Linked DNA regions of Sus scrofa: region 1 is linked to region 2. The links are chromatin contacts, called in public Hi-C maps. All regions are on one chromosome and are shown on one strand. The core of a region is the stretch at or near the end of the contact, and the rest is flanking DNA. Distances in the headings are between cores, read along the strand shown.

Region 1 (3,866 bases), core at 79-2,578, 780 kb before region 2:
CAGGATCTGAGCCACATCTGTGATCTACACCATAGTTCGCCGCAACGCTGGAGCCTTAACCCACTGAGTGAGGCCAGGGATTGAACTTGTGTCCTCATGGATGCTAGTCAGATGGGTTTCCTCTGAGCCATGACGGGAACTCCTGGATTCGGGGTTTAGAGCTTCCCAACTTTCACTCTTTGACGGGTCACCCAGTCCGAGTGGGGCCAGAGTGTCCCTCAGTTTACCCTGCTTCACCAAGGAGAGGCACCTGGGCCCAGGTGAGGGTAAGGGGACTTGCTGGGTGGCAGTGGGGGTGTCTGGGCACCATTTTATCATTCCCAGTGACCAGTGGGCATAACCAGCTTGTGACAGGCCTTCCAGAGAGGGAAGGCACAGGTGCAGTCGTGGAACCTGGGAAAATGACATAGGGATTCTGGTACTCAACTGCTTATGATAATATCAAGACTTACACAGCACTTAGCACTTACTGTGGGCTAGACTAAAAAGTTAAAAAAAAAAAAAAAGAAAGGCTTTACATGTGGCGTTCCCATCGTGGCTCAGTGGTTAACGAATCCGACTAGGAACCATGAGGTTGCAGGTTCGATCCCTGGCCTTGCTCAGTGGGTTAAGGATCCGGCGTTGCCGTGAGCTGTGGTGTAAGTCGCAGACGCGGCTCGGATCCTGAGTTGCTGTGGCTGTGGCGTAGGCCAGTGGCTACAGCTCCATCCGATTCGACCCCTAGCCTGGGAACCTCCGTATGCCGAGGGAGCAAAAAAGACAAAAAAAAAACCCAAAAAAACCCCACAAAACTTTACATGTGTTAATTCAGGTAACCCCCTCCCCCAGCACGCACTATTAAAGATAAAGTCCCCCTTTTTTTTGCTTTTAAGGGCCGGATCCGAGGCATATGGAAGTTGCCAGGCTAGGGGTCTAACCCGAGCTACAGCCACCAGCCTACACCACAGCCACAGCAACGCAGGATCTGAGCCGCGTCTGCGACCTACACCACAGCTCACCGCAACACCAGATCCTTAACCCACTGAGTGAGGCCAGTGAACCCAAAACCTCATGGTTCCTCCTTAGACCATGGGAACTCCAAGATAAAGTCCTTATTTTAGGAACAAAGATTAAAGATCCTATTTTAGGAACAGGGAAACTAAGGCATTGACAGGTAAAGAACCTGCCCGTGAAGAGTTCTCCTAGGGTTTCAAGCTTCGTAGACCAGCGAGAGGGCTGCTTCTGGGTCCCTGGGTCTTTCTGTCCTATCTCCCTAGGTTTACACCTGCAGAGCGCTGCTCAAACATGACTGCAGCAAGGCCTCCCCCGAGGCCGCAGTGCTCGTGGGCGGGGCTGAGGGGCAAAAAGGAACTGGAAGAACAAAAGGAAGCTTTGTGTCGGGGTGGGAGTCCCCTTAGAGCCGCAGCCAAGGTGGGAACGCAGGGGGGTGCAGGGAGGGACGGAGAGAAGGCGTCAGAGCCCAGGACTGCGAGGATCGCGGGGTATGGGGACTGGTGGGCGGCGAGAGGGACCCTAGATTTTAAAAATTCTTAAAGGACTCTCTGGAGCGGGAGGGGGCGGGTAGCCGTTTCTTGGCTCGGCCGGACCCTACTTTCGGCTCCTTTCCCGAGCAATCCGCGTGGGGAAGCCGCATTCCGGCGGCCCGCTGCCTTTTGTCTTCTCTGCCTTCCCCGGGGCCCTGGTGCCCTTCACCCCGAGTAGAGTCAGCGGCGGGCGCCTGGGTGTCCCCAGCTCCGAGGGCTCAGGGCTGTCCGCCTGTCCCATGGCCCCAGCCCAGTCTGGGTTCGCACCCCTGGGCTGGGCTTCCCGCGCCCTCTGACCGCCACTTCCCCAACGTCCCCCAGCTGGGAGAGTCGCCTGGTTTCCAGTTTGTCCTGGGATTCCTGGGAGCACAGGGTGATTCCCGGAGCACCTGCAACCAACCTGAGTCTCCTAAGCTAAGATGGGGGAGCATTCTCCTAACACTCAAGGGAAAAATCTTGGGTGTACGTGTGTGGCCCGCCCTATAAATTTAGGGTAAAGATTGACTATTAAAAAGCAAACTTGGAGTTCCCATTGTGGCTCAGCAGTTAACAAATCCGACTAGGAACCAAGAGGTTGAGGGTTCGATCCCTGGCCTTGCTTAGTGGATTAAGGATCCGGTGTTGCTGTGAGCTGTGGTGTAGGCCAGGGGCTACAGCTCTGATTCGACCCCTAGCCTGGGAACCTCCATATGCCGCGGGAGCGGCCCTAGGAAAGGCAAAAAGGCAAAAAGACAAAAAAAAAAAAAAAGCCCCCAAAACCAAAAAAACAACCTTAGGAGTTCCCGATGTGGCTCAGCAGTAATGAACCCGACTATTTTATCCATGAGGACGTGAGTTTGAACTCTGCTTCGTGGGTTTGAACTCTGCTTCGTGGGTTAAGGGGGTCCATCCAGCTTTGCTGTGGCTGTGGTGTAGCTGCAGCTTTGATACCATCCCTAGCCTGGGTGAATTTCATATGCCACAGGTGCAGCCCTAAAAAGCAAAAAATAAAATAAAAAGCAACCTTAAATACCTTTGTTTTTTGGAAAAAAATAAATGCAAAACCTTTTATATACCCATTTTTTTTAAATTAAACCTTTCGACATAATTGTAGACACATGGAGCTGTCAGAAATAACACAGAGAAATCCCATGTACTCTTCACCCAGTTTCCCCCAAGGGTAGCATCTTGCAAAACTATCGTACTTTGTCACAAACAAGATGTTGACATTGATAATGTGAAGACACAAGACGTTTCCATCACTACAAGGATCTCAGGTGTTGTCCTTGTATGGCCACACTCATTTCCCTCTGGCCCCATTTCCTCCTTAATACCCCCCAGGCGCAGGGGGTGGGGGGCACTCGCTAAGCTGTTCTCCATTTCTGCAATTGTGTCATTTCAAGAATGGAAACCTACAACGTGTAACCTTTTGGAACGGGCTTTTCTCACTTAGCATAATTCCCTGAAGACTCATCTGAGCTGTTGCAAATATCTTCTTTAGAGCTGAGAATTATCCCACCATATAGATGTGGTACCCCAGTTTAACCATTCACCTGAGAAGGACATCTGTATTGTCTCTAGTTTTTAGCTATTTTAAGACTTGTGTGAAGATAAAGTTTTTATTTCTTTAAGATCAATGCCCAGGAGTGCAAATGCTGAGTTGTAAGCTTAAATTTTTTTTTTTTTTTTTTTTTGCTTTTTAGGGCTGCACACGTGGCATGTTGAAGTTCCCAGGCCTGGAGTCAAGTTTTAGCTGTAGCTGCCAGCCTACACCACAGCCACAGCAATGCCCGATCTGAGTCATGTCTGTGACCTACACCACAGCTCACGGCATTGCCAGATCCTTAACCCACTGGGCGAGGCCAGGGAGCAAACCTGCGTCCTCACGGATGCTAGTCAAATTCGTTTCCACTGAGCCACAAAGGGAACTCCTAAGCTTAGATTTTTAAGGAACTCACCCAATTGTATTTCAGAGTGGCTGTGCCAACAGCAATGTATGAACGTTCCAGTTTCTCCACACGTGCATTTGGTGATGTCCATTTATTTTTCTTTCTTTCTTTTTTTTTAACGACTGCCATGTGGTGTGTGGAAATTCCCAGGCTAGGGTCAAATTGGAGTGGCAGCTGAGGCCTGCACTGCAGCCACAGCAACTCCAGACCCTTAACACCCTGAGTGACGCCAGGGATTGAACCCAAATCCTCATGGATTCTGATCCGGTTCTTAACCCGCTGAGCCACAACGGGAACTCCAACTTTTTACTATTGTACAATGTCTCTATTTCTGGCAGTTTTCTTTGCTGGGAAGTCTACTTTATCTGATATTAATATTGCCACTTCTGCTTTCCCTTGGCTGCTATTTCATGAC
Region 2 (3,812 bases), core at 531-3,030:
TTGCGCAGGGTGCATCTTCCCTGGGAGTGGCCCCGAGGTGGCAGGTGTTCTCTGTTCCCCTCCTGAGTTGCCGCAGGGTTCAGCTCACCATGGGAGGTGCTGCCGTCGCTGACTGTGGCATCCTTTATTTAGTGATACAGCAGGTAGTGTTGTATTTCTCACTGCCAACCAGGAGACAGCTTGCTGTAGGTCAGTCTCCCTAAAACGTTATTTCTTAGCCGGCAGCTCCAGCTCCGATTCGACCCCTACCCTGGGAATCTCCATATGCTGCGGGTGTGGCCCTAGAAAAGACCCAAAAAAAAAAAGACAAAAAAAACCCCACTTATTTCTTCAGGGATCCCAAGCCTTTTTTTTTTCTTCTTCTTCTTTTTTTTCTTTTTTGGCTATTACACAGCATATGCAATTCCTGGACCAGGGATCCTATCTGAGCTGCAGTCGCAACCTGACAGACAACTGCATAGCGTTCCCGAGCACTGTTAAATTGTCTGGGCTTCTGGAGTTTGGTAAGGAAAGAGAGACCTGACTGGGGCATATGCCTGTGAGGGGCCATCAGGCAGGATATTGGCAACATTCTTTTCTTTAGGAGGGGGTAGGTAAGTGTGGAGGTTCCCTTTCTAATGTGTTAAACTTTGTATATAACTTTTTACAGACATGAAACATTTTCTTTAAAATGCATTAATTCTTGAAACTCAGGAGTTTCCATGGCTCAGTGGTAAGGAACCTGAGTAGTATCCATGAGGATGCAGGGACTATTCGAAGCTGTCTGTCAGAGCATCAGATTTCAGAACTCCTAAAGTCACTTGTATTCACACAGAAAGGGCTTGGGGAGTTCCCACTTTGTGCAACCGGATTCCAACCGGATTGGCAGTGTCTCTGGAGCACTGGGACGCAGGTTCAATCCCCGGCGCAGCACAGTGGGTTAAGGATTTGGCCTTGCCACAGGTGCAACATAGGTCACAACAGCAGCTCAGAGCTGATCCCTGGTCCAGGAACTCCATATGTTGCAGGGTAGTCAAAAAAAAAAAAAAAAAAAAAAAAAAAGAGCAGAGACCAAAGCGATACAGCCACAAGCCAGCAGTTATTATCACTATGCTAAGGCACAGAGAGGTTAAGTGACTCACCCAGGGCCACACAGCTTCTAAGCGGTGGAGCTGAGATCAGTGCCCAAATTACTGCCAGTCCCCTGAATCATTACAGGAGCCTCTCCAATCAGCTAAGGGCTCCCTGCTTTGCTTCTCTAGAAACACTGCTTTGCCTCTTTCTTTCTTTTCATTTTGGGTTTCCCCATGGCATATGGAGGTCCCAGGCCAAGGATCAGATCCAATCCACAGTTGAGACCTATGCCACAGTGGTGGCAACTCTGGATCCTTTAACCCACTGTGCAGGATTGAACCTGCCTCCCAGCGCTGCAGAGACACCACCATCACATTGCACCACAGTGGGAACTCCAACTGCTTCCTTCTTTCTGAGGTCAGCCTTGTAATCACCCTCTTTCTGCCCCAGGTGCTGGGAAACTCGAGTCAACACGGCCACACGGGTACAGCAAGGCAACTATCCCTCGTAGCCACCAGTTTAGTTTCCTTCCTGATCAAGAGGGCCTGGTTTTCTCTTTTACTCCTAGTTTTCTCTCTGTGATCGCCTGCTTCTTTCTAAAGAGAATATGAGAGGCAATGTGTATTAAAGACATAACAGTAAGACCAATGCAAAGAACTAAAATGCTGGGCCCACAGGAAGAAGAGATTGTGCAAGGCTGACCCAGGGGCCACAGATGCTGTGATTAAGCCTCCTGGCAGCCAGGGCGGAAGAGGAAATCTGATCAGTTACTATCTGCAGGAAGCAGCCTCTGTTCTCCATGGGAACCAAGTTTTCCTCCTACGATTAACTCTAGTGGAAATTCCTCACACGGTCCTTGGTAGAGGGAACACTGAGTGAGGTGACCCACTGACTATGTCCTGAAAAGCCACTTTTGCAGCAAAAGGAAAGTGTATTTCATGTGACTATTGGCCAACGCCAAGGGCAGCGCCCTGAGTGACACTTGGGGAGGGAAAGTCTTCCAGGAGAGAGACCAGCGTGGTCCAAGGACAGACTCCCCCATGAAAGGGCCAGAATGCAGGGAGCCAGGCCTGGATGGACAGCTCGGCCCTTCAAAGCTGTGCCCTAAACACCCTCCACTGGCTTTGGTTTGTGAAAAAGGGTTATTTCCCAAGAGCAAGGTCCAGCCCCTCCGTGTCTGCCCTGCTGCTCTGGGCTCAATGCCCTCCCCCCACACAGCTGAGCTTGAGGGGGTAGTTAGATGGTTGGGACCATGGCCTCCTATGTCCTTGCCCAGTGAGGCAGCCTTTCCTCTGCCCTCCATGTCTGCTCTCCCTTCTGTAGCAGCCAAGGAGCCCTGACTGGTCATTGGGCACATGGACGCCCTAGTGTTTCCCAGGACCGGGCAGCTGGGCACAGCCATGCAACTGAGGCAGACCTCATAGATGTGAAAGGGGGTCCTGAGTTCACCCTCCACCCTGGGGCATGCCGTCTCCCCGCCTCGTCCCCTCCCGCTGTGGCTGGAAGCCAGGGGTGATGGTGGTGGCAGGTCAGTTTGGATGGAGCTCTCCCGTCAGCCTGTGGAGACACAAGCCAGAAAAAGTGGGAGACCCGATTCTGTACAGCTGCTGTGCCAGGCCTGGAGTGCTCCTGCCAGGATGAGATGGGGCAGAAAACCGGTTCCATCTGTTTCAGTCACTGTTATTTTGAGTCTCTGATTCGTGGCGCATGGATAGCCCGACTATTACCAGTGAACCCAGGAACTCTATGGAAAAGCCATTATCTTTTGTCCCTGGGTGCTGGGTTCAACCAAGCATCCTCCCCTGAGGCTAGGTTCCTAGCGGAGAGATGGCTGTTCCCAGTAAGGCTTTTCACTCATTGCCTCACCCTTGCAGAAACCCTGCCAGGATGGCACACTGGACCCATTTCACAGAAGGGGAAACTGAGGCTCAGAGACACAACAAAACTTGCCAGAAAGGCTTGGTGGCAGTAGGTGGCGGAGCTCATTCTCAAATCCAGGTCTGTCTGCTCCCCTGAGAGAAAAGAGCATCGTGGAGTTCCCGTCATGGTTCGGGAGTAACAAACAAATCCGACTAGGATCCATCAGGAGGCGGGTTCGATCCCTGGCCTCGCTCCATGGGTCAGGGATCCAGCATTTCCGTGAGCTGTGGTATAGTTCGCAGGCACGACTCGAATCTGATGTTGCTGTGGCTGTGGTGTAGGCCAGTGGCAACAGCTCCAATTTGACCCCTAGCCTGGGAACTTCCATATGCCACGGGTACAGCCCTAAAAAGACAAAAAAAAAAAAAAAAAAAAAGCCAAAAAGAAAAGAGAATCATTCACCGCTGAACCAAATGCAGGCTTGCTATCACTCTTAGCGAGAGAGACATGGCATCTGCAGGCAATGCCTTAGTGGGCCTGCCTGGGGTCGGAGCCCAGATCCTTGAGGTCTGGGTGACAGGTTGTGACAGTCAGTGGGCAGGTCTCACAAAGGGCACTTGGGCTCTGCGACTCTACTGAGGCCTTGTCCCCCAACAACCCACTGGGGGTGGGATGTGACAGGCAGCCCAGGGAAGAAGGGCCCTTGCATGGGCAGTGACCCCAGGCTGCGGTCAGTGGCAGCAATGTTTCAAACCTCTTCTAATTTAGTAGCGTAAGCAGCATCTGGTTTATCGTGTTCACAGAATCCATGGGTCAGGGGGTTGCCAGGGATGGGGGCTGGCGTCTCAGTGGGGAAGACTCGAGCAGCCAAGATGTCTAGGGCAGGAAGCATCATTGCT

The links. Hi-C and Micro-C count contacts between places; a contact is called where the count stands out from the background.
Region 1: a contact with region 2 is called in a Hi-C map of retroperitoneal adipose tissue, with 2.6 times the contacts expected there. A contact is called at or near these places in 5 of 47 Hi-C or Micro-C datasets (alveolar macrophages, embryonic fibroblasts, mesenchymal stem cells and 2 more).

What each region holds. Positions count from the first base shown.
Region 1 is chr5:18,228,098-18,231,963 of Sscrofa11.1, reverse strand. No RefSeq gene overlaps it. Among named protein-coding and RNA genes, the nearest start is that of KRT18, 12 kb to the right of the region's middle.
Region 2 is chr5:17,449,324-17,453,135 of Sscrofa11.1, reverse strand. No RefSeq gene overlaps it. Among named protein-coding and RNA genes, the nearest start is that of ATG101, 33 kb to the right of the region's middle.